Linked DNA regions of Sus scrofa: region 2 is linked to region 1. A link is a contact called in public HiChIP or PLAC-seq data. All regions are on one chromosome and are shown on one strand. The core of a region is the stretch at or near the end of the contact, and the rest is flanking DNA. Distances in the headings are between cores, read along the strand shown.

The links. HiChIP or PLAC-seq counts read pairs in DNA pulled down with a chosen protein or histone mark.
Region 2: an H3K27ac HiChIP or PLAC-seq map of skeletal muscle shows a contact between it and region 1, with 3 times the contacts expected there. The contact joins the enhancer-like site here to the promoter of FAM212A in region 1. A contact is called at or near these places in 3 of 5 promoter capture datasets (fetal liver, fetal skeletal muscle and liver), 4 of 47 Hi-C or Micro-C datasets (embryonic fibroblasts, heart right ventricle, liver and 1 more) and 2 of 2 datasets of contacts at active chromatin or transcription factors (alveolar macrophages and skeletal muscle).

Annotation. Positions count from the first base shown.
Region 1 is chr13:32,328,108-32,335,326 of Sscrofa11.1, reverse strand. FAM212A (PAK4-inhibitor INKA1) reads right to left here and starts at 5,455. Exons shown (of 2, transcript XM_003132213.6): 1 at 4,751-5,455; 2 at 3,160-4,007. The coding sequence starts at 4,801. The coding sequence ends at 3,201. CDHR4 (cadherin-related family member 4) reads left to right here and starts at 5,797. Exons shown (of 19, transcript XM_003132219.4): 1 at 5,797-6,237; 2 at 6,593-6,777; 3 at 6,902-7,064; 4 at 7,143-7,219. The coding sequence starts at 6,189. UBA7 (ubiquitin-like modifier-activating enzyme 7) reads left to right here. Exons shown (of 25, transcript XR_306784.3): 20 at 76-168; 21 at 266-457; 22 at 2,038-2,130; 23 at 2,206-2,306; 24 at 2,777-2,960; 25 at 4,689-4,791. TRAIP (E3 ubiquitin-protein ligase TRAIP) reads left to right here. Exons shown (of 31, transcript XR_002337524.1): 27 at 76-168; 28 at 266-457; 29 at 2,038-2,130; 30 at 2,206-2,306; 31 at 2,777-2,991.
Region 2 is chr13:32,714,408-32,721,103 of Sscrofa11.1, reverse strand. All of the region lies in intron 1 of GNAI2 (G protein subunit alpha i2), which reads right to left. Among named protein-coding and RNA genes, the nearest start is that of GNAI2, 4.9 kb to the right of the region's middle. Within about 2 kb of position 1,508, at least 35 of the 83 cell types and tissues checked have an H3K27ac peak or open chromatin away from gene starts, as enhancers often do. A contact at or near this core is called in alveolar macrophages, fetal liver, fetal skeletal muscle and 3 more, where this site is marked.

The sequences.
Region 1 (7,219 bases), core at 4,206-6,705:
CTAAGCAGTAGCACATGTGGGGCAAGGTGGGGGGCACTCTAATGAAGTTAACATACTGTGCCTTGGGCCTCATAGGACGATGACAGCAACTTCCATGTGGATTTTGTGGTCGCAGCAGCTAGCCTGCGAGCTCAGAACTATGGGATCCCACCAGCCAACCGTGCCAAGGTAATCTGTCCCTTGGGGCTCATGCCTGGAGGTGGGGGAGGTGTCAAACCCTAGCCTCATACCTTGGGCCCCAGACTGTATCTCCTGTCCTTGGCAGAGCAAACAAATTGTGGGCCGGATTATCCCAGCCATTGCCACCACTACAGCAGCTGTGGCTGGCCTGGTGTGCCTGGAGCTGTATAAGGTGGTGGGAGGGCCTCGGCCCCTCACTGCCTTTCGCCACAGCTATCTGCACCTGGCTGAAAACTACTTTAGCCGCTGGGTACCTAGTGCCCCAGCCATCCAGAAGGTGAGCCCTTAACATCCCAGGTGTACCAGAGATTTCCTTGTATAAATGCAAATAGGCCCTATTCTGGCTTCAGACTCTCATCAGGACCCAGACTCCAGGGGAGTCCTCAAGACTCCCTCTAGCCCCCTCCTTGCTGCAAAGCCAGGCTGGGACCTGTCAGACACAGGAAGCAGCCGTCAGCCACCCCATCCCCCCATCCCTCCGGGTCTGGGGGAGCTGCAGCTTTAACTCATTAGTGGAGCCAGACTTTCCCCATAGCCCCCTCCTTCCCATGAGTGCCCCTGAGGGGGAGGGGATACTAAGGCCCTAGTCCCAACCGGAGCCCTACATCAGCCTGCATGGCATGGCATGTCCTGGCCTACCCCCAGGAGCTGAGTTAAAGGACACTAAGTTTACCACCATGAGTGTAGGGTGAGCAGCTCTGTGGAGATGTGTGCATTCATGTCACAGATGTGAGTGCATAAGGGTCTGGGCATTTCTGGCCTTGTGGTATGTGGGCATGGAGGGGGCATGCTTGCACATCTGCATGCCAGATGGGATCGCAGGCCTCTTTCACAGTGGGGGGATACATGGGTGTGCATGTGAGTACACATGTGTGTCTGGACTTGTGTATGTATATGATCCCTCAAGTACAGGGCTATGAATGCCCCTGGCTGTGTGCCCAGGCTCTGCAATAGCTGGCATTTCCTTGGGGCACAGCAGAAGGTGTAGACAGAATTCCCTCACCAGGGGAGTTGGGGGGAGAGGTCATGGGCCAGCACTGGGCTTTTTCTGAGAAGCCCTGGGGTCCTTCAGGGCACAGTACACAGAGCCCCTTTGTGAGGGGCCCCGCTTCTAGCTAGAACACAAGCTGCCTTTGTCTGTGGATGAGGGGGAGGGGAGGGGAAGGATCCCCCATCTCACCTCTGGCCTCGGCTCAGCTTGACCCCACTGTGTTCTCTGGGGAGCTGGCAGAGCCCTCTGTCTTGGCCTCTGGCTGCCTGACACCCTTCTGCCCTCAGTTCTGGGTACCAGAACCCCAAGACTCTTGAAATAAGGAAGGAAAAGGGTGGCAGGAAGGGGAGTCCTCTGCGGACTGTGTCCCTCCTAGAATCGCTGTGCTCCTTGCCCATGTGCCCATGAGTAGTTCAAGGCCCTGGTGATAAAGGATTAGGGGGCAGGATATACCCACCCGCCCCCCACCCCCCAGCTTCCAGCCTTGTATTTGAGGAACAAGCAGCTTTATCAGAGACTGCAGTGGCCCTGATCCTGCTTCCTCAGGAAGCACTGCTCCCCTCAACACACACACACACACACACACACACACACACACACACACAAAACCATCCTGTGTGATGGATCACTTGTTTCCCTGTGCAGGGGGCCCCATAGCCCCATTTCCTGTGCTGGCCCCAGCATAGGCAGGGAGGGCGTTGAGATTCTGGGCCCAGATCCCACCTTCCACCCCCACCCTCTGGCTTCTGCTTCCTGCCTGTAGTCCAGCTCCTCCCCTAGGAAAGGGGCCATAAGCTGTTGGTAACTGGAGTAGGGAGAGGATGTATGTATAAGTTTCTCACCTTTCGTCACTACCACTCCCACAGTTCCATGACCTGAAGTGGACCTGTTGGGACCGCCTGGAAGTGCCTGCTGGGCAGCCCATGAGGACCTTGGAGTCATTGTTGGCCCATCTCCAGGTGTGCCCCATTCCTGCCCTGTCCCCAGGTCTGGCCCAGCCTGGCCCATTTGGAACCTGACCTATCTCTTTCTAGGAACTACATGAGCTGAGGGTGAGGATGCTGCTGCACGGGCCAGCCCTGCTCTACTCGGCAGGATGGTCGCCTGAAAAGCGGGCCCATCATCTCTCCCTCAGGTGAGCCCACACCTAGCTTTAGCCAGGGTCTCATTCAGTCCCTAGAGGTTTTAGGTGAGGGACAAGTAGGCTTTCCTCTTCCCAAGCCCTTCAGGCCCCTCACACGTTCCTGAAGTTTTCTTTTGCCAAATGGAGCCAACAAATGGGCTGGGGGTGGGGTGAGGGGCCAAGAGCCTGAGGAAGGGCCTCTAGGAGCTCCCTGCTTGGCCAGCCCCACCAGCTCCTCCACACCCTGCTCAGCTACCCTTTCACAGCCCACTCCCAAGGGACTCACGGCTTCCTGCCTCCTGCCCGCCCCGCCAGCTACTCCTAAAATAGTTTCAGATGTTTCCTGTCTTGGGCTGCTGCTGCTCCTGGCCTGGGATCCTTATAGCCCATCAGCACCCTCTAGTCCATGCCAGGACATTCTCTGCCTGCCACTGCTCACATATTCCATCTCTCTCCCACCCCTCTCCTCCTCCTGCCACCAGGGTGACAGATCTGGTGCAGCAGGTAACAGGACGAGCACCTGAGCCTGGGCAGCGGGTGCTTGTACTGGAGCTCAGCTTTGAGGGTGAAGAGGAGGACACTGCCTTCCCACCCTTGCACTATGAGCTGTGAAAAGGCAGCAGCCCCACTATCCAGCTCTGTCAAGCCCTGCGTCCCAAGCCCACAGTAGGTGCTCAATAAATGCTTGTTGAAGGAAGGTGTAAGTGGACAGGATGGATGATGGAACACAGAGCAGGCACATGGGGGTGGGACACAGGCATGACATGGACCCCTGCTGGGAGGGAAAAGACTCTAGATTTGCTTGAATTGTGCCTTGTGGGTCTGAGGCTGCCTCCTGGAACCTCAGGGGTATGGAACCAGGACGTCCAGAGAAAGGCCTTTATTGTCCCAGGCTGGAGGGCAGGGTCAGAGGTAGCTGACAACATCATTGCAGATGATAGGCTGGCGACTGCGGCAACTCATAAGGGCTGCAAAGCGCGAGACATCTGTAGGCAGTTCGGGTTCTGGGCGAGGTGGGCATGAGAGTCGCTTTCCTGCCAGCGCTGCCCGGCGTGCCCTGGCCAGCTGGCGCCTCAGCTGTTCTGAGAGACCAAGTAGGAACTGGGGGGGGCGAGCACGGGCTCGTGGCCCACCCCCATCATCCCCCTCACCTGAGGCCTCTGGCAGCTCCATCCAGTTGTGCACCAAGTCAGCAAAGCAATTGTCCCCTAGCACCAGGGGCTGGCGACTGCGACCTCGGCTCAGCAGGGCTGCTGTCCAGTCCTCAGCTTCCAGCCCTTGCCAGTGCTCCAGGCAGGCATCTGGGGTGGACTTGGGCCGTGGTCGGTGGGCAGGTGGTGCACTGGTCACAGGAGCCCCACTGGGCAGGGGAATGCTACTGGCTGAGAGGTGCTGTCTATGAGGGGGCCATACTGGGGGTGCTGGGTGCTGGAGTATGGGCAGCTCTTCCTCTCTCCATGTGCTGCCTGACACCTCTGAGAATCCAGAGTCCCAGTCCAGGGCATGCTCCCTGGGGCCTCCCAAGGCTGCACCCCTGTCTCCTGTCACCATAGCGTCTTCCTCCTCTTCCTCCACACCACAGACTGAGTCCTCTTCCAAGGCATCTGAATCTGAGACCCTGAGCCGGTGCTTGGGCCGCACGCCTGGATCGGGTTTGGGGGGTGGTGGAAGGGGGCCAGGCATGGGGGATGAGCCTGTGTCCCGGCCACACAGCTGTGGAGGAAGAGAGGGCAGAAGTCGGAGGGGCAGTGCTTCTCATGCCTGCCTGCCTGGCCAGTTCTATGCCAAAACAGAAGGCCTAGGAGAGCTGGATAGGCCTGCAGGCCTAGGCAGCAAGGCCCCTAGTGGGCACAAGGCCGGCATGGGGTGCTGGCACATGAAGCTCATGTGGCTTCCATTGGCGGACCCGGTGGCAGTCTGGCAGGCTGCAGCACGCTGAGCTGGGCAAGTTGGTACCCGCCATCGGGGCGGGAGGCAGTGTTGTGGGCCTACATCGGGAAGTAGGACTGCTCAGGGCTGGGGGGGGCACTCCATGCCTCTTTAGGGATTTGGCTCCCCAAAGCCCGCAACGTCTTTCAGAGGATAGACCACGTGCCAGGTGGGGTGCAGAGGACAGAGGTACAGGCCAGCCTGGATTAAGCTTTCACAGCAGCACCGGCACCACTTTAGTCCCTCGCAGCCCTCCCCCCCCATCCGCCCCAAATAAGTTTCTCCCTCCACCCCCGCCCCCAACTTCCTCTGCCGCGCACAGCACAGCCAGCTGGGTGGTTGTTACTTGATGCCCAGCGCAGCTCTCAACCATCTGAAACCCGACGTGGGCCATCTGCGCCGCCCCGCCCCCATTCTGCCTTGGATGGGCACTCGGGACAGCCCCCCACCCATGTGTCGTTCCAGCCGGACTGCAGCCGAGCACCCCACAAGCGTCTTAGCGAGCCACACCCGCTCCCAAGCCTCACCAGTTCCCAGCGGAGCTGGCCAAGAAAGCTGTCAAGCCGAGTGCTGTGCATGCCCGTGCCGGAGCCCCCGCCAGGCCTGCCAGTTGCTCTTCGAACTCCAGCAGGAGCGGTGCGGTGAGGGCCGGGAAGGCCGGCCAGCGGAGCCCTTGCCCTCCGCCAGGCTCAGCGGCTCCTCCCTCTCCGTAGCTCCCGCCGCAGCAGCAGCCACCGCCCCAACATCTGGCAGCCCCGCCCCGCCCCTTGGCGCCGCAGCCAATGGGGCTGGGACGGGGCTGATGTGGCCCCGCCCCCTGGGTCCAGCTGGGTGGGAAACCCGACGCCCACTACCCACTCCGCAACAGCCCTGGGGGGGAGGGGCTGAACAGGGGCCGAGAGCTGGGCAGTGTCCTGCTTCCGAGTCCTCGAAGTCCTGGGCGGTTGAGCTGACTCCGAATTCGTTGCAAGACTCAGGACAAGCCGCTTCCCTGAGGTAGCCTCAGCTTCTCCATTTTTCCCGGGTTAGAATTGCGGTCCCTCCCACAGGGGCCCCTGCAGCGCGCGGGTTCCGTGGCTGCGCCCTCACGCGGCTAGAGCGCCCCCAGTAGTCGCATCCGACAGTGCTGTGGCCCACTTGGGGCCTGACCCACTCAATCTGTTCATGGGGCTGGCTTCGACAGTCCTTAGAAGTCAGGAAGGGGTTCGGCCCTTTGGATGACTCCGGGAGCGCGGAACCTCACCGCCCCCACGGAGTAGCAGCCGGAGCCCAGGCCCAGCCCCCGCGTCTGTACGAAGCTAGGCGGGGCTGCCCTCTAGTGGGCAGCGCGCGGTTATCTGCTCTTCCTGCCGCGACACTCACGTTCCCTCTGCTTGGCACCACATACACACTGAGAGTAAGGGCAGGAGGCCACTTTTTGCCCCCTCCAGTTGATGTCCCCCAAAGTAACCACTATTTTTGCTTCTATTGCCAAGGATACCTTTTGTTTGTTGAATGTAGACAGCTTTTGAGAGATTTTGTTGATGGTTGGGCTCAGATTTTATAGGCAGGTGATATTCTAATGGGGGGGGAAGCTAGAGTTCAGACGCTATGGGGTAGCAGGTCCTGGGCCCAGTTTTCCTGGGTCCTGTGCTTACTCTGTCTCCAAGAACTGTGTGACCAAGACTTCCTTGAGCCTCAGTTTCCCCATCTGAAACTTGATTCTTCTCTCACGTCTGTTTCAAAATTGTAGTAATAAATTGGGGAATTCATTGGGAGCAGTGAAAAAAATGGGTATTTCCAGACCTCTTGATGCCTGTAGAGTCTAGAACTCAGTCACCAGGGATGGGTGGGGCTAGAATCTTGGAGGCCCAGGAGTACCGCCTGCTCAGCTGTGTTTGAGCAACTGACCTGGCAACGGGGCAGGCCTGAAAAACACGTCTGTCTTTCTGGAGTCTCCTCTGCTGTCTGTATCTTCAGGCCGCTATGGTGCTGCTCAGGTCCCTGGTGCTTCTTCTTGCTCTGGTTGTCTCTGGTGAGGAGCTGGTGGGTAGGGGGACTTTAGTTCTCACCTCCCTCACTCCACAGTGGAGTCCTGACCCCTTTCAGATAAGCTCCCATGGAGGGCAGGGGCTGGGGGAAGGAAGCCAGGAAAGGACAAAGATCTGAACCTCTGGCCCTCATTCCTTATCTTTGCTTCTTCTTCAACCAAGTTCTCACTCCTAGTCTGTGAAATGATCTGACTTGTGGTTAGATGTGAGAGACAAGGAAAGACTTCTGCTTGTCCCCAAGATGTGGCTAGGCCCTAAGGCAGAAGGGAAGGACTCTGCTTGTGTATATGGTTGCTTGAACATGGAGAGCCTCCAGCCTGAATTGTCTCTTCCTCACAGATCATCACTGCCTGCCCTGGTTCATAAATGTCTCTGAGAGCCAGGGACCTGGCACCATCCTTCACTCTTTCTCCTTCAACTGCTCTTTACACACACCCACCCTGGAGTTGCTCCATGTGAAGCCACCCACCACCTTCTTCAACCCACCCAGCCTCACCAGGTGGCAGGGGATCTATGTGGGCAAGGTAGGGTCACGGGCACAGCTGGGGACATTGGGGAAATAAAGGTGGACACTAAATTCATTAAGCCAGCGGTAGTATAGGGGAATGGAGAACCTAGGTCCCATATGGCACTGCCCACCTGCTGCAGATGACCTTGAGCAGCATGGCCCGGCTGGATGCCCTGACAGTGAACCACTATGAGCTGCAGCTGAAGTTCACATGTGGCAAACATGTGATGGAAGGACCACTCTTTGTGGATATTCAGCGGGACCCTGGCCACATCCAGTGTGCTGGTCGATTTGCCAGCCCAGGTGAGACCAGGGGCAGCAGAAAGGGGGTATGGGCAGGCATGGCCTAAGCAGAGCCTCCTTGACCTCCCCTCTGGCCAGCTGGGGAAATCATTCAGGTGCCAGAAACAGTTACACCTGGGGCCCTGCTGTACACTCTGCTGCTCCCAGGCCTGGAA
Region 2 (6,696 bases), core at 259-2,758, 390 kb before region 1:
TGCATCCAGGGGATGTGGAAGTTCCTGGGCCAAGGATCAAACCTGTGCCACAGTAGCAATCTGGGCCCCTGCAGTGACAATAATACCAGATACTTAACCTACTGACCCACATGGGAACTCCTACCTCTCCTCATTCATGGTGGCAGACCTTGGGTGAGATGCCCATGCCTGGGCCTCATGGCCCAATCTACGAAAAGTACCCCACAAGGGAGGGTACCAAGCCCAACGCCTGCCAAGAGGAGCCTCCCTTGGGCCTTCACACCCACCCCAAACTGCTCCAGGGTCCAAGCCCAAGGTTTGTCTATGTGCCCACAAGCCATGGGCCATGCTGAGAAATATGACATCATAGGTCCCAGGGATGGGCACAGAGATAGGAAAGGACAGCCTGAGGTCACATGGTGAGGAAAGTGGGGAGTGGGCCCTCTGGGACCCGAAGTCTTGACTGGCCATGAGGATGCATGTTCTCAGCTTTGTGAGTGACCTCAGAGCCCACTAAGACCCTGATGCATCTACTGCTTCTGCTGTAGCTCTCCTAAGCCTCTTAGGCTCCTCAGCTCTTGGCCTGACAACTTAGAGCAGAATTCTGGGAACCTCTGTGGGGAGGACAAGGCAGGAAAACTTGGGTTTTGGAGGCCAAGAAGCATGAGGGCCAGTCTCCCCACACCTCTCATGCTGTGGCCAACTCACAGCATGGACACATCAATCACCACCTTGTACCTTACACGGGCGCACCACAGCCTTTGCTCTTTCTTAGTGGGGGCTCCCTGCAGGACATTTCTCCCTTCTCCCCATCTGGACAACTCATGGTCTTGAGACCAGGCTCAGGGGTCCCCATGCTGGACCATGACAGTCTCTGAGCCTTCCTCAGCCCTGGTCTCCTGAGCCTGGGCGGGGGGTGGGGGGTGGGGGTGGAAGGCACAAGCATGTTAGGGACAAAGCGAAGCACTAAGTTGCCTGACTATGACCTAAGTATTACTGTGAGGGGACATGGACCAGGACCCACAGCATCTGTCTGTCATCCTGACTGACCAATTCTTGCCACTTGGGCAGAGACTTCTGAGGGGCTACAGGAGTTGGGGGCAGGCGCTCAGAGTCACCACCTGGGTCATGTTTTGGTATCTCTGCTTACTGGGTGAGTCACGTAATGTCCCTGACCCTCAGTTTCCACATGAACGAAATGGATAAAATGTCAGTCCCAGCCTCACAGCCCTATGCGATAGTCAAGGCTTAATGAGAGGCAGCTGCTGTTGTCACGAGAGGGGAAACTGAGGCCCAGTGAAAGCACCCCCAGGCCCAGTGGGTAGTAACAGGGGGAATCCTTAGGCTGGATCAAGGGCCCCTCTGTCTACCCATAGACAGGGGAAACCCAGAGTGAGCTAATCCCAGGGCTGCTGCTCCATTTCCGGGCATTCATCTGGGCCTGCAGCCGGCCTTCCGGCTTTGGAGGGCAATGGCCGCTTGGGAACATAGGAGCAGCCCTCTGTTTTCCTGCTAGCCACCCCCAGTCGGCGTCCCTCTCCCAGCCACCACTTCCTGTGGTCAGAGGAGGGGCCTGGAATCCTCTTCAGAGGGGCCACCTTCTCTGAGATCCTGGATCCAGTGATTGCTGGGGCAAGACAAGGGTCAGAGCTGTGCGGACTAACTCCAACCCAGTGACTACCAGTAGGGTGGCCCAGGGAGATATGCAGATGCGCCTGCACAGGTGGGGCTCACCTTCTAATCCCCCAGATGACCTGGCTCACACCCCCCCACCCCAGTGCAGAGTGTGAGCAGCCCTCTGGCCTCTTCCTCTTTTGAGCTCCTCCTCCTCCAGCTGCTTCCTCCTTTTCCTCCGGTGTGGACACCACTTCCCCGAGAGGCCCAGCCCTGCCATGCAGACCTCACTGCCCCTCCTCCAGCCCAGCGCACAGTAAGTGCTGCTGTAGCACCCTGGCACTCTGGAATCCTCCAAGCCACAAGGATACCTTCTCACAAGCCTTATATGATCCCACCTTCGGGCTTTGGCTCAAACTGGCCCGGCACTTACTGCCAAGCCTTGGAAGTATACACAGAAGCCCAGGACTGAAGGCCTGGCCCAGCCAAGAGAATGTGTGGTTATTCTGGGGAGGTTATTCCTCCCAAACCAAGATGATTGTAGCCCCAAGAAGCAGCATTGGGGTGAGGGTGGAGTGGGTTGGGGTTTAGTAAGAACAAGAGCTCCAGGCTGGCGGGCTGGAGAGGAGGGGTGGGGCTGGGCAGAGGGGGCCCCACCCTGCACCTGTGGCTGAGGGAGGGGCCGCCTCTAGAGCCACCACCAAAGGGCCTAGTCCTTGCCCTCCCCAGGGCTTTCTTAGGCAGGTCCCATCAGCTGAGGCCTGGCCAAAATCTGCTGACACCTTCCCCACTCTGAACTTGGAGGTTAGGACTCTCCTGCCCCGAGATACTGGGAGGTTGAGCCCAAAGCTGGCCTGGGCCCTGCCCCCATCTGCCCCATCCTGCCAGGGAGGCAGCACTCAGACTCAGATTGTCTCGCCCTCTGCTGGGGATGTGGTGGGACAAGTTTTGATCACTCAGAGGCTAAGAGCTTATGCGGACATTTCCTCCATCCTGTTTCTGCCAAAAGGGATGCCTTTTAGAGAGACAGACCGAGACCGAGAGAGACAACCAGGGACTGAGACCAAGGGCAGAGTGTACAGGACCAGTGTGCGGCCTGTGACCCAACCTGCCCCATGCACCAGCCCCTGCGGTGCTGGAGCCTAGGACCTCACTGGGAACCCATCAGGCCCCATGCCCAGCATTACCTGCTGTCACTAGGCAACAGTTTGCAAGCCTAGGATACCAGTGATGCTACCGGGTGGCCCCGCAGGCCAGCCCAGGGCCAACCCTGAATGGCTGTTCACGCCCGAAGGGGTCCTGGACCATGCCAAGCCCCATCTGGCAGCCTAGGCTTCAACTCAAGCACAGTGGGTGGCTCAACTGCCTCAGGGCCTGGCAAGCCTAAGCTCCCCAGCTGGCTTGACTTCCACCTCCAGCCACAGCGGCAGGCATTCCCTCTGTCCTCACCACCTGCTCTGCCCTCTGTCTGGGGTTCTCCACTCCTACCCCTCAATGAGATGCCCTCAGCTGAGCTCCTGTGTCACCTTCTTTGTAAAACCACCTTGAATTGCCCAGTCTCCCAGCTCAGGGCTATCCCTTGAAGGACCCACTCTCACTCCTATCCTAGAGGTACGACTTTTACTGGCTGCACCAACACTGGAGTCATGGGCGGGAGCGGAGCCCAGTGGGACAAGGCAGGACCCAGCCAGAGGGGGTCAGAAATGGCTTAGACCCCCTACTCCCTCCCTAGCTTGGGAGCCCCAGGGCTGCACCACTGGCCCTGGAAGACAAAGCCTAGCCTAGCCTGGGGGAGGGGTGGGAAGAAGAGACTCAAGAGGCCCAAGCTGCCCCGCCTCCCATTCAAGTGCTAATGAGCTCCAGGCAGGATGGCGGATGGCAGGAGGGTGGGAGTGGGAAAGCTTTGAGGAGAAAAGGGAGGCTGGAGGCCAGCCTGAGTACCAGCCCACCTGGTAGCCAGGGCCCTGCCACACCCTCAACCCCAGACCCCCCCGGAAGGTGGCTCAGCCCCCAGAAGCTGGGCCGAAGGTCCCCAAGACAACGTGCCACTCCAGATGGCACCAAATGTCTCCCACTTGCTGTGACCAGCTGCCAAGGGCCACGGAGGGGGTTCCCAGGGCCCCCATACTGTGGCCAGGCAGCCTCCAGGCTGGGGACACCACCCCCACCAAACTCTCAGCTCTGCAGGAGACAGCAGAAGGTCTCTCACCTGTTTTCATACGTCCAGGCTTTGGTGTGCTTTCCCCACAACACCTGGGCTGCAGGCAGGCACCTGGTCCCAGGTTATAGCTGGAGAGCAGGTCATCTACCGAGATCTCACCTGTTGCTGGGTTTCTCAGTCAGTACACTAGGTGGAGCTGGGATTTGAACTCAGGTCTGTGTAACCCTAAGAACTGGTCTAAGGAAGTTAAGACTTCCTCCCCCAGGCCAGGAATCATCATCCACTCAAAGGCTTGGGAACTTAGGCCAGGACTTCTTACCTCAGTGCCCTTGGTGAGTTGGTTCCTCTGCCTCCCACCCCCAAGCCCAATGCCTGATCCTGGCAAATGTGACTAATTTTTCAGGGTTACTCAGAGGACACCTTTCTCCAGGAAGCACCCTCCATTCACAGGCATCATTAGACTCTACTCATTATGCAGGTGGCCAGGATCCTAGGCGAGCCCTTCCCACCAACTCGAGCTACACCAAGCCCCAGGCCAACAGCCCCAGAATTACTGATCCCTGTTCACAGATGTGCTCCACAGTTTCATTCTTTCCATCACACTCAGCAGGTACCTACAGTGTGCCCAGCTCCTTGTGAGACACACAGACTGGACAAAGGTCACAAAACTCCCTTTTCTTTGGATAAACCTAATTGCGCCCCTGTGTGTGCAGTCTCTGCCCTAGCCAGGTCAAGAATGCCTGCAGCATTACTCAGGTCTGATCCCCATGGCAGGGGGGCAACTCCAGCCCCAAGAGAGAGAAAGACTTTACTGGAGCAGCAGAGAGAGCAGGTCTGCAACAGTCCCCAAGCAGCCTGCGCTGAAAGGAAGAACGCAAAGCCACTCTTCCATCTGAACAGCTGGAGTCCCTCCAGAGTGCTGTGCCCTGTGACAGCCTGCAGATTCTTCATCAGCAAGAGATCTTCATGGAGTGGGACAGGGGTTGGCTGTGATGAGACCAAAATGAAACAGCCTGAAGAACTTTTCCCTCAGCCTCCCCCTCAATCCTGGTCATTGGCTCTACACCGAGCTCTTGCCACCTGCCCATGATATGGGTGACTGCCATCTTACTCCTCCATCTACCCATCCCCAAAAGCAAGTTCACACAAGCAGCACTTCTTGCATTCAACAAACAGACAAGGAGCACCCAGTAGGTACCAGGCTCCATGCTTGGCCCAGAAGGCTTGGCAAATGAACAGGACACAGCCCTGCCCTGTTTCAGGGGACCGCAGCTATGACCAGCTGTAATGAGGGCAAATACCATGGTCTGATGGGGGTAGGGCATAGGAGGGGGGGTGTCACAGAGGAGGTGTTCCCCAGCCTGGGAAAGGGGGAGTTGTCAAGGAAGGATCCTGGGAAGTGATCCCTGAGCAGAGTCTTAAAGAACAATCAAGTAGGAGTAAAACGGGAAAAGGACATCCAGTGGAGGGAACAGATATAAAGTCCCAGGGGCAAGAGAGAACTGCTGTATTTATATCCTGAAGCCTTCCGGAGCCAAGATGGACACTGTCTCTCCTTTCTCTATAAGCTGCCCACACAGGCCCATCCCAAATCAGAGACTCCCCCTAAACACACATGGGCTAACTTTCCCCTAAGTGCCCAGCCCAAGGGCACTGGGGATAGTTGGGGATACCCGGGGATAGGTGATCAGTCAAGCTGAACTGGGTGGTGAGGGAGAGAGGGCATCTCTGAAGTAGGACTGATATCAGCAACTCTGCTCCCCCTACCAAGCTGTCAGGAAAAACTCTTTTGCCACTGTGCTCCACATCTGCCTCTGCCCTGGTGACAGTGACTGTGCCGGCTCGCTGGCAGGGCTACCCAGGACAGGAAGGAGCCAGTATGCGGGTGGGGCAGCAGGCGTGGTTCTGGCTGGGAGGGAAGGCTGGCAATTGCCCAGCCTGAGTCCCGTTGCCTGGACAGAGTCTTTCCCGCTACGTGGGACAGGAGCCCAGCACTCTGAAGCTGCCTCAGCTGGGCTCAACTGCATCACCTCCCTGTGCCTGGATGGAAAAGGGATGGCCAGCCAGGACCCTTCCCCACGCAGCCCTGGCAGATCAGGTCCTCAATTTCAGGCAAAGTTTGGTGGCCCAGCCCCTTTGGTGGTGCATCCTCTCCAGCCCCTTTGGTGATGCATCCTCTGCAGGATCTTAGCCCCCAACCCCCACTCCACGAGGGCCCTGTTTTCCCCATCCTGGACACAGCACTCCTCTGGCCCAAACCCAGGAAGCCCATTTCACAAAGGAAGAGAAGGCCAGAGGGCCAGGATGCTGAGATGGACTCCCCAGCCTAGAAAATGCTGAGCACCCCTGGTTGCTGCCAGCCCAGTATGGGAGGGGTCTCCAGGCCCAAAACAGGAGCTGGGGTTCAAGGAGCAAGACTGGTGGGATAGGGTCAAGACGCGGAACAGGCCAGAGGCTCTGTGTGCCCCAGCTCCATGGCCCAATTTCAGGTCTCCTCAGGAGCCACCATAACTGCCATCGGCCTGGAAGGGGCTGGCTAGAGGCCCCCGGCCGGGCACTGGGAGGCAGCAGTACCGGAAGCACCATCCCCAGGCCCAACGGGCAGCAGAGATGGGCATTCCACCGCGGTGACACCCACTCACTGCCACTCACTGCCGCTGCCGCACTCGCAGCAGAGACAGGAAGAGGCAAGCGCCCAACGCAAAACAGCCCAGGAGGCTGGGCCGCCGCCCCTTCCCGCCCCTTCTCTTCCTCCCCGCAGCGGCGGCGGCTGAGCGGATGCCATTTTGAAATCTCCGGGGCTGTGCCCCTGAGGCCGGGCCCCCAGGGACAGTCAACAGATGAGCCCAGGATGGAAGACATCCTGTCTCTCAGCCATACGCCCGGCGTGAAAAGCCCCACTTTTCACAGCCTGGGGACCCCAAGACAGCTCTGGGGATGAG